Regions from separate parts of the Zea mays genome. Here region 2 is linked to region 1. Evidence: chromatin contacts called from public Hi-C data. All regions are on one chromosome and are shown on one strand. Each heading gives the region's core, a stretch centred on a gene start, on an enhancer-like site or on the middle of the called end of the contact. The rest is flanking DNA. Distances are from core to core; before and after follow the strand shown. Region 1 holds the start of LOC100193471. Region 2 holds the start of LOC103649516 (GPI mannosyltransferase 2).

What was found. A called contact is a pair of places that touch in the nucleus more often than the background predicts.
Region 2: a contact with region 1 is called in a Hi-C map of ear, with 4 times the contacts expected there. The contact joins the promoter of LOC103649516 here to the promoter of LOC100193471 in region 1. A contact is called at or near these places in 7 of 25 Hi-C or Micro-C datasets (ear, leaf, leaf mesophyll and 1 more).

Annotation. Positions count from the first base shown.
Region 1 is chr3:430,702-433,401 of Zm-B73-REFERENCE-NAM-5.0, reverse strand. LOC100193471 reads left to right here and starts at 1,275. Exons shown (of 13, transcript NM_001317191.1): 1 at 1,275-1,539; 2 at 1,884-1,946; 3 at 2,051-2,122; 4 at 2,597-2,700. The coding sequence starts at 1,360.
Region 2 is chr3:590,895-593,594 of Zm-B73-REFERENCE-NAM-5.0, reverse strand. It overlaps LOC103649516 (GPI mannosyltransferase 2), which reads right to left and starts at 1,261. Exons shown (of 8, transcript XM_008675238.3): 1 at 873-1,261; 2 at 682-787. The coding sequence starts at 1,179.

The DNA.
Region 1 (2,700 bases), core at 26-2,525:
ATACCCGAATTACCGATCCAAAATTTTCTGGTAACCCGAACGCCCACCCCTAGGTCTAATCGTGTGTAATTTCTTTGTGGTTTTATTATGAGAAAAAGTGTACTCTGTCATGATTGTTTTTGTTACTATCCTTACAATCTGAGAAAAATTGTACTCTGCAGTGATGTTTTTGTTATCAGCCTTATAATTTGAGAAAAATTGTACCCTTCATTAATATTTTTTGTATGATGTCTTGGAATTTAATTATTTTTATATGTTGAGAGAAATTCTGATTTGCAATGATGTTGTTTTACGTTCAGCTTTGAAACTTAATTATTTTTTATATGCTGAGAAAGTTGGTCCTATGCTATGATCCAATTTTATAAATGTCTTATCAGTTTTGCAATTATGTCTAAAACACCAGTATTTAAAAAATCCGGTGGCAATCCAATTGGGTCAAGCTTAAAAAATGACAACCAAACAATGCGTCATATGACTGAGATTCATTTTAAATAGGCAACCAAACATTTTGGGTTGGCTCTTGCTCATATGGGCCCTCCCACCGAACCAGACCCAGACTGAACCAATCGACCAAACATATCCTAAATAGCTAGGATTATAAATAAGCTGTGGAAGTTCTTTTAAGATTAATAAAACTTCCTTTAAAACAAAACACACTGAATATGGCATGGCATCTCATTCGACTCCATTTTAGGCCGCACACAAAAGCTTTCGGCAACCACAAATTAAATTAAATCAGGGCCTGTTTGGATCAGGAAACAGTTTGTTAACTAATTTTATCACTTAAGCTCTAAACAGACCGGCTAATAAATTTGCTAATTGTTAGTAAGAGAGCTACTAAACTGTTTGCTCATTCGCCATTTAACTTTACTAATAGATGCTAATATATTGTAAAAATATATTTATTACTAAGTCTCTAAACATATCCTGCTAATTTTTACAAGTTAATTATTAGTCACAGGTAAACAATAAGCGAGGAGTACCTATAAAAAAAAGTCAATTCCTTCCCTCCCCATGGCCCCACGTCAAAAAAGGAGCGGGCCGTACCAAGGCTGCAAGGCACCTACACACCTACTCCACGAACGAAACACACCTCTCCTCTTGCTGTCCTGCGGTCCACTTCTTCAACTAGTTATCCCAGGTTCTCAACTCCCAGTAGAAAACTTCACCTGCTGGCTGGCTGCCTGCCTGCCCACAGAAATTGCGCCCGGCCGCCCCCCATTCACCTTCAAAAAAGGAGCCAGGCTTCCCATCAACGAGGGTGTCGGCCATCTGAGCAGCTCCCCTGCCCCTCGCAGCGGCTACTCTACAGGTCTAGCGACTCTTTCGCCATCCATAGAGGGAGGAGGCGCGGCGGAGATGGTGGGCGGTGGCGGCGGCGGGCCGCTGCGGCGGGTGGGCAAGTACGAGGTGGGACGCACCATCGGGGAAGGCACCTTCGCCAAGGTCAAGTTCGCGCAGAACACCGAGACCGGGGAGAGCGTCGCCATGAAGGTGCTCGACCGCTCCTCCATCCTCAAGAACAAGATGGCCGAACAGGTGACCAAACTGGCCTCGTTTTTCTTCGCCCGTTGGGTTGGTACTTGGGATGTAGCAGGATCGAGAGCTGCTCCTGCTTCACCCCCAAATAATGTTGATGGATTGGGATGGATTGCTCTACCTTCATGTTGGGATTTTAATCCTTGCTATGCCATTTCTGTGGACGAATTTCTCCTCGCTTTCAAAAGGTGTCATCGATGCTTCGCGAACTGTTGTACCATGCCTGCTTCTGCTTCTTTCGCATCTTCTTCTAAACATTGATAGCTGTAGTACTTTGAGATGTACAGCTGCACAAGCTAGCTGTACTGGTAGATGCCTTAGGGTGACACAATTCTTATTTGCAGATTAAGAGAGAAATATCCATAATGAAGCTTGTCAGGCATCCCAATGTCGTTAGGCTACACGAGGCACGCTTATCTATCTCTTTCTTATAACCATTTTTTAACATCCTTCTTATCACTTGTCTTTTTTTTAATAAAAAGTATCGTGTCATCCATTGTGTTATGTGCAGGTTTTGGCAAGCCGGAAGAAGATATTTATAATTCTGGAGTTCATCACTGGCGGCGAGCTATTCGATAAAATTGTAGACTGCTTTGGTTAACTATTAACTGTTCTTTTTTCATTCTTAACTTCTCGATATAATCTAGGAAAATAAATATTAGTTCCATGCATTTGTTATTTAGATTATATGCCTGTCACATTCCATCTTGGATGTTCAATTGCCACCTTTGCTTTTATTGTAAGAGGGGAAATTCGTTGGACGTGGAAGAGACACACATTTCTCTCACTCCCTCAGAGCCTATATATTTAATTTATATGTGAAAAAAAGAGCATGTCACTATAGGTTCCTTATGTCCATCAATTGTGGATGGTATTTGTGGTTTTGATTCTAATTTCATTTGAACTTGTTACTGTTACTCCTACATGTATGTACCAGTCCAAGGAATTTAATTTGAAGACACACATAGTCTATTATACTTTATCTTACTAAGGTTTGGTTCAAACAATACCTTTACATGAAAAGAAAACTAATGACACTGAAACATACAAATTTCAGATTCGTCATGGGAGACTCAGTGAAGCAGATGCCCGCAGATACTTTCAGCAGCTTATTGATGGTGTTGATTTTTGTCACAAGAAAGGAGTCTACCATCGAGACTT
Region 2 (2,700 bases), core at 12-2,511, 160 kb before region 1:
TCACGGGTACGAGGCTATATAAACAGTAGCTAGGCTGGCAGGGACGCCAACGCTTCCACGCTCGGAAACCCTAGCCGCCACATTTGTTTAGGTGCCAATCACCTTGTCCTACCCAGTGACCGGAATCGCCATTGTCATTGGGTAGGAAAAGGTGATAGACACCTAAACAAATGTGGTGGCTAGGGTTTCCGGGCACGGAAGCATTGGCGTTCATGCCGGCCTAGCTACTGTTTATATAGTGCCCTACGGGCCACAACCGATTAGAACAGATTGTGCCTCCGATCAGGGTGCATATCATCCGCACGCAGCAGGGGAGGACTCCTCCTTTTTCTCGCTTTCTGTTAGTGAGTCAGAGGACACATCCTAACATCACCACAGAAGGGGCCAGATCAGTCCACAAGCACCTCACCTAATATTATCCACCAAAGAACACCAGCTATTGAACTGTGCAAAAACTCTGGCGTGGCATCGCCAATAAAGTGCAGGGAAAACAGCTACTGCATTCCAGTGTGCACTGCTCTCAAGCATTGTCCAGTCTTGAAATGTTTGAAGAATCAATAAATGGCTACAAATGACTTCCAAATAGATGCATAACTGTGGTTTTAGAGCCCATCTAACGCATAGAATCAGCCCAAATCTGTGTGAAGACGAAAACAGTAAAGCTCATCAGACGGCGAACACCTGTAGAAGTAGGCCGCAGCAGCAACGAATGCGACGTTGTTGAGGACATAGCCGGAGAGCACGAGCACGGCCCTGTACCCTAGTATCGGTACTAGCGGCGCGAACACTGCACGGGAAAAGGATTAATCACCACAACCAGATCAGATAAAGCGCACAAATTGACATCAGGGAAGTGTGACGAGCGGGCTTACACGATCGTGCGAGGAGCACGAGGGAGGCGGGGAGGAGTGGGAGGAAGGCGAAGGACTGCTCGTACTCGTAGCCGCACTCAGCGGGGCGGGCGAAGTGGACACCGTCCCACACGGCCAGCGACGAGATAGCGGCGGAGACGGGCGTGTTGGGATCCGGGGAAGAGGAGAAAGAGGAGAGGCAGGGTGGGTGGAGAGTAGCGGAGGTGTCGTAGGGGCGCAAGAGGAGGCGGGCGAGCAGGTAGAGGGACAGAACTAATACGCGGGAGGCCGCGGCAAGACGCACGACGCCGGCGACTGGCGGCGCCATTGACGCGCATGCGCGGCAGGGAGGAGAATCGATCCGTGGAGAGATTTCAGCTATTGGCACCTGTCCCGGATACTCATGGACTCAACATCATTGCTAGTGTACATTTATGATGCGACTAATAGGACGACCTAAATCACATAATTTTTGGCATGGTCCAATCTAAATTTTTGGCATGGTCCAATCTAATTATAGATGTAGCCTGATATAGTCCAATATATGGACTATGTCTAGGGCTCAAGTCAAGCTTACGGGCCGGACTGGTATGACCCATTTAACTAAGGCACATCGAGACACACTAAACATAAACTCAGTATTAACTTAGAGAATATAGAGCTTCAATAGGCTTCGAGAACCAGTAACTAGATGGGGATAGTGAATAGTGATAATGATCATTGTATATGTATTTTGTATGGATGTATAGTACTCAACTAAATACTGAACAGATAACTGGATATTATTTCGGAGCTAGTTGTACTATTTTTTTCTTTCTAGCCAAAGGCTTTTAATGTGCAACCACAAAACATCTTAGTTTTATTTTGGTTATATGTATATTTTATACTTTTTGTTTATGTATTACTGTTGTATGTATATGGGCTGGTCTGGCACATTAGAGCATTCTGGGCTATATGGACCGGCCTGACACACATAACTAATTGTGGGTCGTGTCGTAGATCGATAACTGAGCCCATGTGCTGGCACGACACGACCTATAACTGGAAATGTGATTTTGTGGGCCGTGCCTTTATGGGTCGTGCCTTTGTGGGCTTGTGCTGTGCCGGATAAGACCAGCCCACATGTACAAGTATAAACATCATGTATGTTGAGTCCCTTGATGGCTTGAAGATTGCACGTGTGCTACATCTTAGCTAAGCGTTGTTCCACGACATCATTCTCGACCATCAGGCCTACTCGCTCAGGCGAATCTCTTTCTCCGTCATGTTCGATGATGCTCACAACATCCGCGTCGACTGCAATTCGACGTGATTGACTTTTCGAGGTCCTACAACACTATTTTTGGGAGATCGTGCTACATCAAATTTATGGTCGTCCTCAACTACACGTACTTAAAACTAAAGATGTCTGGTCCCTATGAGATCATCACAGTGTCCTCTTTCTTGAAGGCCAACTACACATGCGAGCAGGCCAACTGCGGGCTCGCCTTAACAATGGACACGACAAGAGAAGGGGTCGAGCTTCAGGAGACTGTGCCCTGAGGTACCCTAGGTGCTCTCGAGACCAGCTCAAGCGCCTCCAAGTCTGCCAAGGACATAGAGGACACCTCGACAAACACGGTCGGCGCATCCAAACGCGCTTGTATCGGACGGAGTCCTCCGACAAGTCAGAAGGCATGCTCATCGACTGCCTCGTGCTCTCTCTCAATATCCGACTAACGGCCAGGACAGTCGACAAGAGAAAAGCGCAGAGATGTTAGCGAAGAGGGGCGCCAAAAAGATCTTAGAAACAGGATTCGTAACCAAAAAAAATGTGACACCCAGTGTGGATCATGAATCATGTACTTAT